Linked DNA regions of Mus musculus: regions 1 and 3 are each linked to region 2. Evidence: chromatin contacts called from public Hi-C data. All regions are on one chromosome and are shown on one strand. The core of a region is the stretch at or near the end of the contact, and the rest is flanking DNA. Distances in the headings are between cores, read along the strand shown.

Region 1 (4,195 bases), core at 407-2,906, 130 kb before region 2:
GACCTACTACCATCTTTTTGGCTAAATTGTCTTGTTGTCAAACTACCCTCTAAATATTCTATCTTATAGCCATAGGCTAGTACTATTCTTAATCTTAGTCAGAGAAGCTGCTTACCACAGTAGACAGTGTTCAATATCTTGTCACCTATAAGTGACAAGAATAAGTAGTGATGCAGTGCTCATCAGCAAATGGGACAGTTGTCACTTCCTCCATGGTTCAGAGACCATCACAGGAGAATGTGTTGAAAATAATGTCAGGGAGAGAAGAGAGAATAGGGAGACATGCTGCATAAAGACATCTCCTGGATATGATGCAACTCATGAACTGACTTCATCTTTGGTAATCTGCATAAGACACACTCAAGATTGAGAATGTAAACATTTCATCACGGACAGGAAAGAGGCCCATGAGACGAGATCCCTCTACAAGGGACTATTGTCAATCTGTGGTCGTTGGGCAAGAGGATCATTTTATTCTATTGTAAATTCACTGATAAGTAGCCCCTGTTCCAGGCAAATACCTCTTAGCCACATAGGCAAGAAACTCTACCTAAATTCAATGGTCCACAGACAAAAATAACTATTACATATGCTTAGACTTCCAGAGTCTCCCTATCCACCTTAACTCTAATATCAACAGAGAAAGGTGTGCGAGGTAGAGTTCCCATCCTCTCCCCCTTATCAGAGCAGCATGGCTGGCCTTCACATTGCTGCCTGGGAGAATTGGTAAAACCCTAGCTGGGGACCTCATTGAACCCTGACCTCATTTGACCCTGTCTTCCTATGCATCACTCATCTCCTGGACAGGATTACATTTCCCAACCTCTTCCACAGCAGCACTAAGAAAGGAAATTGCAAGCTCTGTGTGGTAAATGACCTGGACAGTGCAAAAGTCTTGGGAGGGAGGTAAGACGGAGGGGTGAGGAAGCACAATGAGATACTTTCACCCTGCCAAATTCCCATCCCTCGTTGGGCTGTAGGGAGATGCCAGAAAGGAAAGCCAAGAAGAGGTGGGAGGCTAAGTGGAAACTGCTCCTCCTCTTCCCTGGCACTTCCTGGCTGGGTGTCTGTAAACATATCTCTAGCACTACCCCACACAGGGAGTCTGGGGAAGAGGCACAGACTTGTTTAACCCCGTGAGCCATGCCATCTATATCAGAGGCCTCGGTAACTCCTAGAGAAGACGGGCAAATGCAGTGAGCAGGTAAGGACAGGAAAGGTGGCGTGTAGCCCAAACATCGATCTTTCCACTAACGGTCAGAGAGCCCTTGGGAAAGACTCCAGGATGAAACTGGACTATATACTTAGACTATGGAAGTCTAAGTGTATGTAATAGCTCCTTCTGTCTGTAGACCATAGAATTTAGGTAGAGTTTCTTGCCTATGCAGCAAGGAAGAAGCCCTACATGTTCTTTTGCTTTCCCACCCTGCCATCACACTGCCAAGGCCCTCCCTTGGTTCTGTACAAGAGGAACAAGGTGCTATGGCTGGTGGAAGAGTAGTCCGCAGCACAGAAAAGAGCTTGGCCTAGAGACCGAAAAGCAAGCCAGAGTGAAAGGCAGACACATTTGGGATGGTGAAATCCCAACCCATTGACTTGTGGCCAGAGCAGAGCCTGTAAGTAAATGTGAACTTGCCAATGGCTCTCCTTGTATGAGCCAAAAGTCAATGTTTGACAGACTGGGATCTGTGCCAAACTCCAGCTCAGTGGCCTCCCACAGGGGACAACTTCAAAGAAATGAGATTTAGTGAAACAATCTGTGTCTGTTGCCAGAGGCCTGGGCTCACAGGTCAGACTCTGAGCCCATTTTCTGGGCTCCCAATCCTCTGTGCTCAGTTCCCCCTCAGGTACTCGACACCAATATTAAATGTTTCATTGATCTGCCCTGTCCACTAGGCAGGGGTAAGAGCTGACCTCTTTTGGACATTACATCCTCAGGACCAAATAAACTAGTTCTAGACTTTAAAATGTAATAGTTACTAGACACATGGCCTTTGCGCACTTGACACATGGCCAATCCAAGCTTATGGACTTATGATAGAGATATATCATCAGTTTAAAATACACAGTAGATTTCAAGAAATATGTATGAAAAATAAATTAAATCATCTCTTTAATTATTTCTATTAATTAAATATTGAAATCGCATTTTACATGTTAGGTTAAATAAAATACACCATTAAAATGGATTGTCTCTGTTTCTTTTCTTCTCTTTAAAATCACTCATGTGATGTGTATTATATTTACATTGGACTACAGTGTTCGGAGCATGTTGTAAGTGCAGAGAGATGGATGGATAAAAGGGAAAAAAGTCTTTAAAACTTGACCTAAGAAAGATCAGCATTAATATTTTTATATCTACATGGAACAAGTAGATCAAAATGGTTGAAAACAAATGAAGCATAGCTGTTTTGGGAAGCAACTTTTGTATCTGGAACAACATTTAACTCTGAGTCATTTGCTGTGAGAAAATGCTTACTGTTCTTATCAGAACTCCTAAAGCATGAGAGAGTGACAGGCAGTTGGCCAGGCCACATAATGCAGGCCAGACTCAGCCTTCAATCCTGCAGTAAGGATTTAGAGGAACAGAAGACCAAGACAGTACTGACTGCAAAGAATTATCAGAGAGGAAAGAAGGAAGAAATAATTAAAAATAAGGAGGAAAGGAAAGAAGGAAGGAAGGAGCGAGCTTACAAATAACAAATCTGGAATTCCTATATCTGCTAAGTTTCTTCTTATTCTAAATATAAGGTTCCTATAATCTGATTACTTTTAATACACTCACTAGATTTTTAATGGACAATCTTCTACTGACATCTAAAAATGAAATCATACCAATGTTTTATAGACTTTTTTTCAAAAGACTTAAGGAGGAAGAATGGAAGGAAACTTAGACACCTCCTAAATCATTGTCTAAATATTACCCTGACATCAAAGCCAGACAGGGTGGCTACAGATAGAAAGAAGAGAGAAATATAGATAGAAGTAGAATAGAAAACTATAGCTCAATGTCTCTCAGGGACATCGATGCAGAAAAACAAAACCAAAAATTCCTAATGAAATATTAGCAAACTCAGTTCAGTCACACGGTGAAAGGAAAAGGAATGGAGGATGGTTCAAGACACTAAAACCAATCATGACAATATATGACATTAATAGGAAAAAAGGACAAAATTTTACATGATCCCCAAAAGTAATACAGAATAAAATAACCAAAAATCAATATCCAATGTCCTTCTTGACAAAAACACTCCATATACCAGGCAGCAAAGGGAATCACCACAACATAATTAAAACCCTAGACAGACCACTGCAACCAATGGCAAAAAGAATGAAAAGAATCTTCCTTTCAGAGCTAGACTACAGGCCCATGAGCTAGCACTCAGAGTGACAGGCAGGAAGATGTCAAGTGTGAATCTAGACTGAGAAACATAGTGAAACCCTATTTTAAAAATAAATAAATTAAATTAATTAATTAGAACTTCCAGAGCAGCAATAAGCAAAGGAGAAAATGATGACAGCTCCAGGCACTTTATTCTATATGGTGCTGAGAAGCTTGGCAGGAGGGCTGCAAAGCAGCATTCCAGCCAGGAAAGCAGGGAGCAGCATTGAGAGTCTTCCTCTCTCTCCCTCTTCTTGTCTAATTCAATCCCCCATTCTCCTCCTCAGCTCCTAGGCTGACCACCATCCCAGCCTTTCCTCCCTTTCATTCCCCCACCTCCAGGAGACCACACAGATCTTCCTTTCCAAACACTCGTTTCTCCTCGAGGAAATCTGGCCGAAGCCACTTATCATTTTTCCCCAGCCCCAACTCCAGCAGGCACTCCATGGGAACTTACTCGACACTCTGGCCAAGCAAATAGGTAAGTTAACTGCAAACCCTCCTATTTTCCCTCCTTTCCTCTGAATCCAATCTCCTGCTCTCGCCCCACAGCTGTGTAGCAGGCCACTGCTGTGGCTTCCTCCTCCTCTCAGCCCCCATCTGCAGTGAAGAATAACTGATCTTCTCTTCTAACCTTCCTTGCCACACATCTTTGTTATCCCAGCTTCCAGCTCTAGCATAAAATCCCTGGGCACCTGCCAGCTAAATGTGCCACAGAAGCAGAGAGGCCAGCCCAAGGCCCTAATGTCACCCTTAGATCTATGACAGACTAGCTGTTGTGACCTCTCCTCACTTTCTGGTTCCATTCCCAGG
Region 2 (3,893 bases), core at 146-2,645:
TGAGTTGTACAGGAGTCCCTGAGAAAGGTGGACCAGGACCCAACCCACACAGGGACAAGAACTGCACTTGGTCTTCATTCTAACACAGGTAGTAACTGACTTTCCCCCATTGGTGGGACTCTGACTTCACAGTCTTCCACAGCTGGCTAGTTTTAAAAGAATCAGAACAAAGAAAAAGAAGGAAAGAGGGAAGGGGAAGGGGTGAGCCACTTCAGTCACTGAAGTTTAGAGAAAGCAGCTGGGCCTTTGTGTAAAAAAAAAAAAAAAAAAAAAGTTTCACCAGGTAAAGGAGAAATTAAAACATTTGCATAAAGGTTTTACAAGGTAGAGGAGATAAAAGATTTGAATTTCATGACATAAAGGTTGTACAGCATTCAACAGAAAAGAATACTTAATGTCTTTTCCACTGTGAATAGGCTACCCTTCTAAGCAGGTCTGGGCAGTCACAGGGCACACACAGAACTGACCCAAGAGCCGTTCCTTCCACCCTGATAAACGACAGCAGAGGGATCATGGCAGGCAGCCTTTGGTGTGGTTGACATCCCAACATAAATTTAACGGCAGACGGTGTGACCTCATCCTGGGACCTGAGCCAGAGTGCTCTCCTGAGATCTCAGAAGTTATCAGATCTGGAAAGCATTTCACTTGCTTTCTTTCTTAGCCCCCCATGCCCCACCCCCCCACCCCATCCCCCACCCGTTTTTTTTTTTTTTTTTAAACAACAAAAGGCAGCGCTGACCACAGGAGGCAAGGAGGTGAAATCAGAAATTGTCCACACTCCATTACCCTAAATTGCCTACCAATGAATGAATACACATTGTTCCTTGAGTTCAATAGAAAGTAAAGGGCTACTCTTGGAAAATACCTCATCTTCACCACGCTTTTAATTTCTTCCTTTTGTCTTAGATGAAATCCCAAGTCTTGGTTGACGGTCCCTCCTCTACCTCATCTCTTTTTCTCCAGCACACTCATTCCATCAGCCAAAGACCAGCCAGCACTGCATACATGTGGTACCCTGCCACAGATGAGCTGAATACCCCCTACCTTCCAGAACCCTGTTTCTGCATCTCTCTAAAGAGCTTGATTTCAACCAATGCTTGCCACCCACATCCGCAGGAGGTCATTAGCCTAGAGGCATGTGAGTGCAGAGTGGAAGGCAGGATGCTAAGTACCTAAGTACCCACCAAACAGAGGGGTCCACTGCTCCCTGAAACCAGAGCTGTGGAGCTGGGAACTCCTAGGTTTAAAAACAAAGCAGTCAAAGACAGTTCAGTGGGAGAGTTAGACGATTCTCTCACTCTCAAGGGAAGCACAAACCGTGGCTGTCCCGAGGTGGTTAGTGTCAACTGCCAACCTGACAGGATGCAGCATCACCTAGGAGACAGGAAGCCTGTGGGGTTGGCGTGATGGCATTAACAGGGATGAGAAGATCTGCTCACTGTGGGTGGCACAGCCCATGGCTGGGCCCCTGGGCTGTGCTGGAGAAAGGCAGCTGAACAGCAGCTGGCATTCATCACTGTCTGCTTTTTTTTTTTTAATTGTAAATGTGATGTGAGCAGCTGCCTCTAACTCCCGATGCCATTGCTTCCCTGCTATGATAGACTATGCCCTTGAACCATGGGCATAATAAACCCTTTCTCTCTTAAGTTACTTTGCCCTCGAAGTAGTTTATGGAAGACAGGAAAAGAAATAAGGCAGTCCCCAGTGCCAAAGGGAAAGAGATAGGATGCAGGGCTGTGAGAAAGAATGATAGCATCAACCACTATCCCACAGTGTGTCTGTGGACCCACTATGTCTAGAATGGGAGGATTGGGCACAGGGGTCAGGGAAGGCGGGGTGTCAGGAGCTGGACAATTTATTAGCTGCTATAAAACATAAGCAATCAATAAACAATATTTCAACTAAAATGCTACCTCTTTCTACAGTTCTCTTTAGGAAAGAACAAGCCGATGATGCCAAAGCATTCTACTCTACTCTGCTCTCCCCTCCTCACTGAGCGCGTGTCTCCTGTATCCACACACGAATTTAGAAGCACAGAGCAGCAGAGGGAGGCCACCATTATAACCATGCAGGACTGAAGAATTCAATCAGTTAATGCTTCAGGGTCTGCCTGTCAAACACTGACAGCTAGCAATCAATGTAAGAAGTTACTTTGCAAAATGGATTTTTTTTTCCCCTTTCGAATCTGAGACTCGGAAGCCCGACTGCTGGGTTTCCCTGGAACATATCCAGCTTCTTATTTCAGCTTCAGCTTCAGACATTGGGTTTTGTTTCTAGAAGACAAGAGCACAGGGCTTAGGAACTGGCTACTAAGTCTGCTTTGAAAAACTGTTGGGGTTTTCTCTGCAAACTTCTTCAGCCCTTTTTCTTCTCCATTCTAACGCCCCCCCCCTTCATGGTGGGCCTAACTGCTTAGGTAATACACAGACAGATGTCCTGACTGAGAGATGGATGAGTACTGTCTGCGCATGCTCTTGTTTCTCAGTGAAAAAGTAGCATGCTATCCCAGTCCCTACAGGAGCGCCTCTCTGACTCAGTCTGCAGCCCCTCAAGTCTTTATCAACCAGGACTACTGATAATACCTGGCAATTCAACCAAGCAAGTATTGCAATATTCCCCTTCTTAATGCACATCAAACTCATTAAACCCTTTCTGAAAACTCAGCACTATATACACCCCACCCCCACCCCGTGCCAACAATTTCTATGTAATGAAGCATCAGCTCCAGGAGCCGAGATCCATTCATTGAGGATGGCTCTAGGCTGTCGGCATTGCCACTCTTGTGTATTACTCTCATGGACACAGGAGCCCCGACAGCTTAGTGTTTATTAAAGAAATATGTACTACTACAGTGGATGGCTCTCCTTCAGTCCTTTCAAAAACAAAGAAAGGAAGGCCAGCCTAGCTGGTAAAGGCTCTTACTGAGCAAGACCTTTAATTCCTTGAACCTGAGGTGGAAGGACAGAAATGACTCCCCAAATTGTCCTCTGACCTCCCTGGACCTGTCTCACATCCTAGGGCAAATGCATGAGCACACAGATAAAAAACTAGTTAAGTAAAAATTTTAGAGTGAAAAGGATTTACACTTTGTGGTGCACACCTGAAATCCTAGCACTTACTTGCTTGCAAGGTGGAGAATCAGGAGTACAAGGCCATCCTTAACTATATAAGCACTGGAGGCCAGCCTGGGTCACATGAAACTTTCTTCTACGTAAATGAAATGATGATGATGATGGTGGTGAAGGAGGAAGAGGAGGAGGAGAAGGGGGTAAGGGGGAGGAGGAGGAAACAATGATGACAACAACAACAAAGGGAATAATAAGGCAAGGTAAGTATTGTGATGATTTTCATTTTATAATTAAAGAAACTGAAACAGAGATGCTAAATAATTTGCCTAAGATCACTGCGCTAGAAAGAGGCTAAAGCAAGACCTAAACCATTCTACGGCACCATGCTGGTGGTAGTGCTGGCTTCCTGGATTTCAAATTTTTCAGCTATCTAGAAGTTTTCTCTTACATAACATGTGTCCTAGGAGCCAACTTATTAAGGTCTAGACTCACAGCAGCCCAATATACAATGAAGATGGCTAAAGAACTGAGGGGATAGCCGGGAGTGGTGGCGCACGCCAGAGCTATAAAGAGAAACCCTGTCTCAAAACAAACAAACAAAAAAAAAAAAAAAAAAAAAAACCTGAGAGAATGCATACCTGGAGAGAGAGAGAGAGAGAGAGAGAGAGAGAGAGAGAGTATTTTGCTTTGAGCCAAAGTAGAGACAGAAATAGGGCAGGTTGGCTCAGAATTATGGGTGGCTGAGAATCCAGTGCCCACCTGCTTTCAGTTAGCTGGAGAGATTTCATCTCCTGAGCAGAGTGCATACCAGGGCTGGGGTGGGCT
Region 3 (4,132 bases), core at 1,352-3,851, 250 kb before region 2:
CTTCTCCTTTCCAGGACTTATGCTCCTCAGCTCCTTGTTTACTTGTGAACTCCTAGGACTTTCTTACAAAAATTAATTTCAAATAAATATAACAGAATAATAACTACTTTCAGCACAAACACCACAGATAGCATATAATTAAGATGAGGGGGGAAAAAAACCAAAGTATTCTTGAATACGCATTGCTTTAATTTTTCTCTTGATGGACTTTCAGATTATTTTTAAATGATCTATTAAAAAATCCTCTTCTTGTAAAGAGCTATTAAAACTGCAGACACTTGGGAATGCTGGGGAGGGAAAGTGGGTCATGTTGCAAAATTGATTATGTGAGCTCTCTCTACTCAGTGCCCATGTCAGCAACATGGAAAAGCAGTCTCCAGACTGGATTCTACAGCCACACTTTCTTCTGCAGAGAAAAAAAAATGCAAAGCAAAACAAAACAAAACAAACAAACAAAAGAGTGCTTTTTGTACACTGGGAAACAAAATGGGTGGGGTGGGAGCAGTTCAATTCTATCCCTGAACACAAACACCAAACTGGACTTTTCAAAAGACAAACATAGCCCAGAAAAAAATACTTTTGTAATAAAAAAATGGTGTGTGTGTGTGTGTGTGTGTATACATATATATATATATATATTCTAAATCTGGAATCTTGTCTATCTTACTATCTTATTTTAAACAAGCCAGCAATTGCAAGCTTCAATCTGTTTGGATAGAAAAGAATTTATGTAAATGTTTTGTTCAAGCCCAAAAGGGAAAGGGGTGTATAAAATATACAGTGTATAAAAGATGCATGCCCAACTCCAAAACAGCTTGATACACAGGGGACCAAAAAAACCCATCTGCCCTTCTGCTAGGTACGCCCAGCAGTCCTGAAGCTTAAATATCATGCCATTTGCAACATGGTTTCAATGACCCCAGCAATAAGAGATTAACCAAAATTTCATAACTGCTCTGTTCTCCTGCCCTCCTGGCTCTTGGGGATGAAGGGCAGAAGGAAGAGAAGGAGAAGGTCAAAGAACTAATAGAAACAAACAAACAAAAAGAAGTCTCTATTTTTTGCACTCTTTCTTGGCACTTGAGAAAGAAAAAAAAAAAAACTGAGGCAGATCAATCTGTACAATGCTAAACCAAATCTCTTTAATTCCAGTCAGCTTTTATCATTCAGTCGCTGAGTCTCTGTGTGGAAAAATTCATGCTAATTCCCCCTAGCAACAGCTTCAGCCTATCAGGAGACTTTATGTACCGTGCAGCTGCCTGCCAGAATAACTCTAAGTAGGTCAGGCCTGTATTTCTAAAAATGCTACGGTCTAGTAACCCCACTGTCCCGTCTGTCTGCCCTGCCCCATAATAACCTCAATTGCTTGGTGACACAATGACATACTATCCTGTTAGAGTGCAATCACATCATGCTACATTATTCTGCAGGAGCATGGCTGGGTGAAGGACCCTCCGAGGGGCAGCATTAATCAGACAGCCATTCATGTCCACCAGCGTTTCTCTCTAGAAATGGGGACTGCATTAATGACCAGCTGTTTGAACTAACACAAACAAAATAATGTCTTCCACCCTGTTGGGTGCACAGAATACAGCATTCTGATCTGGCAGGTTCCACCTCTTGACTAAATCGAAGATGTAAATTAACTGGGCTCAGACAACATAGGCTTTGGCAATCTTAAAGTGAGTATATTTAAATTATATTACATGTGATTCAAAAAGCTATTGATTTCATATACACGTCTCTCCTTGCCTACAATTTTCCTTAATCCACGTTTTTAAAAGGAAAAGTGCATACACGGGTAACATAATACATATGTGCATATTGTCCAGGGACTCAACTGCAGGGGCTGAACTAAAATTGACTTCGCTTCGGGCAGAGAAACAAAGCTGGTCAGTAGTAATTGTGCAGCATGAACACAAATACAAATACTAAATGCACGCTGCGAAGGAGCACTGAAAACAAATAAGAGTAAACACGCTGAGCCTGCTAGCCAATCAGCTCCTCCCACCAGCTCCTCCTGGAGGCTCCAGAGAACGCCCCACACCTCCAAATAACAGAGACAGGGGATGGAAGGGAAAGGTGCCCTTCAACATCATATAGTGGTATGTCGCTTCCTCACAGGGTTACCAACAAGATAATTGCAAAAAAAGAGCTTCTTCAGCGTATAAATTAAGAATACCAAAACAACTCAGAACCTGCAGTCAGGTTTTAATTCTATAGTAGGGATTTTAGAATCTAATGGGGACATATGTCCTTGGGTGTACTTTTAACTTTCTCCCATTGGCATACAAAAGCGAATGGGTATATACGGAGACAGGACCCCAGCAGTGCAGTACCGGGCTGTTTGGGACGGTATTTTACAGGGACGGAGCTTGCATGCTCAGTCTGCATGCTTATGGGTCCCCTGTTTGATCTAACAAACACCCTCCTATACGCTGAGCATTTCCTGCCAGAAGTTAGGCAGAATCCAGCCAGTGAGATGTGCACTTCAGCCCTGCTTAATTTTCAAACAGAAAATGCCTTCATGTGTCTGCCCTCATTTGAACTGTGCTTGATAACTTAGTTATGACTGTCTTCTGCACTCTGTGGCACACAGCACACAGTTATTCTTGGAGAGATACAGTCTCTGACGCAACCATGAACCGCTAATTACAAGCTGCTGACATTCTGCTCGTCTCTGCAGCTTTGAAGTTCTGCTTTGTCTCATGGCTGTTCCACTGTGCTCCCACCCCTTACCCTCTCCTTTCTCTCTTTCACTTCATAGCCTTTCTGAATGCTCCTCTAGCACAACCTGGAGAAGGAGAAGGGATTATCAGACTTGCTTGCGTTTCTTTCCTCTCCCCACCACATCCTGACACACTCTCTCTCTCTCTCTCTCTCTCTCTCTCTCTCTCTCTCTCTCCCCACATAGATCTACAGTTTGGAAGTACAGTAATAAGATCCTGTCTCCACCCCACCCTCAGGAATGCACCAACAGCTGGCCAAACATAATCCAGCACACAGAGCCGCTTTGTAGAATTTCTAACAAACAGTGGGAGGACAGGCCAGACAGGCGTCCCAGAGGAGCCCCCATGACAACTGGGAAAGCTGCTTGCTCCCGGCTCAGAGCTCAGTTCACCCAGCTCACCCTTATCTATCTACAAGCTTCTAGTACCAGCCAAGCCCCGACAGAGGCAATGAGAGGCCACCCTCCTCCTTCCTACAGCCTCAAGCAGGCTGCAAGCTTTCTTCACACTGACATCAGCCGTGCCCTGCCTCATGCCACACACCCCTGCAAGCTCGACAGCCACAAACCCCAGTGCCAGGATCAGCAGCAGCACCTGTGGTCACCATCTATAGCTGGGTGCCAGGAGGACCCTCCCTTTTCCTTAAAGAATTTCCTTTATTAAGCATAGCTGATCCTAGCATTTGAAAGCATGTAAATCTAACACTGTATCCATCTCCACTGAATGCTTAGCTTCTGAAGCCTGTGGTATCCAGCTGGCCTCAGAGTCATCTGGGATACATTTATTTTGATTAAATTGATCGCATTTCTATTTAAGGGACAGAATTTTTCTGCCATACTGAATACAGCTGTGTTTACAGGGCTCTGTAGGAGAAGAAAACAAAACCGTACAGTGAGCCTTAGCCCAACGCTGAGCACTTAGAACTTCAAGGAGTTAAAACTGAAGGGGTTTGCTATGCCGTTAAAAAGAAAAGTCTATATGCAGCTGCTCTGGCCGAGCTTTCTGGCTAGCCAGGAAATAGGTCTTGAGCAGGAGCTGAAAACACTGGCTTGTAATCAAACCCAACCCAGCAAAGAGTCTCTCTCTTTCTCTCTCTCTCTCTCTCTCTCTCTCTCTCTCTCATATCTCTCTCTGTGTGTGTATGTGTTACACAGTCTCTTCCATGTCTCTACACGCATGCACATGCACTTAAATCCATGCTGCAAGGCTGCTATTTTTCTCTGGGGACACTGTACAGTCACCCAGCCCATCAGTTTCTTCCTTGACAGTACCAGGGACATCCACACTGCAATTTACAGTTCCTCCATGCACGTGCTGGCAGATCCACTATGCCATCCTTCCTTAGATTAAGACTGCGGAGCTGGCAGCAGACAATCTTACGACAGTCAGCATCTCTTCTTTTC

Evidence for each region. Hi-C and Micro-C count contacts between places; a contact is called where the count stands out from the background.
Region 1: a contact with region 2 is called in a Hi-C map of the N1E-115 cell line, with 2.6 times the contacts expected there. The contact joins two enhancer-like sites. A contact is called at or near these places in 5 of 484 Hi-C or Micro-C datasets (the N1E-115 cell line, liver and trophoblast stem cells), 2 of 115 datasets of contacts at active chromatin or transcription factors (liver and pancreatic cancer cells) and 1 of 9 other capture datasets (embryonic tail).
Region 3: a Hi-C map of the N1E-115 cell line shows a contact between it and region 2, with 5 times the contacts expected there. The contact joins two enhancer-like sites. A contact is called at or near these places in 2 of 484 Hi-C or Micro-C datasets (the N1E-115 cell line and liver), 4 of 115 datasets of contacts at active chromatin or transcription factors (the SCID.adh cell line, embryonic limb bud, regulatory T cell precursor and 1 more) and 1 of 9 other capture datasets (embryonic tail).

The regions. Positions count from the first base shown.
Region 1 is chr13:28,530,780-28,534,974 of GRCm38.p6, forward strand. All of the region lies in intron 7 of 2610307P16Rik (RIKEN cDNA 2610307P16 gene), which reads right to left. Among named protein-coding and RNA genes, the nearest start is that of Gm40841, 110 kb to the left of the region's middle. Within about 2 kb of position 1,657, at least 68 of the 459 cell types and tissues checked have an H3K27ac peak or open chromatin away from gene starts, as enhancers often do. A contact at or near this core is called in the N1E-115 cell line, where this site is marked.
Region 2 is chr13:28,663,131-28,667,023 of GRCm38.p6, forward strand. All of the region lies in intron 5 of 2610307P16Rik (RIKEN cDNA 2610307P16 gene), which reads right to left. Among named protein-coding and RNA genes, the nearest start is that of Mir6368, 46 kb to the right of the region's middle. Within about 2 kb of position 1,396, at least 76 of the 459 cell types and tissues checked have an H3K27ac peak or open chromatin away from gene starts, as enhancers often do. A contact at or near this core is called in the N1E-115 cell line and regulatory T cell precursor, where this site is marked.
Region 3 is chr13:28,415,085-28,419,216 of GRCm38.p6, forward strand. Gm40841 (a long non-coding RNA gene) reads right to left here. Exons shown (of 3, transcript XR_003950511.1): 1 at 4,001-4,132. Among named protein-coding and RNA genes, the nearest start is that of Gm40841, 4.3 kb to the right of the region's middle. Within about 2 kb of position 2,602, at least 225 of the 459 cell types and tissues checked have an H3K27ac peak or open chromatin away from gene starts, as enhancers often do. A contact at or near this core is called in the N1E-115 cell line and regulatory T cell precursor, where this site is marked.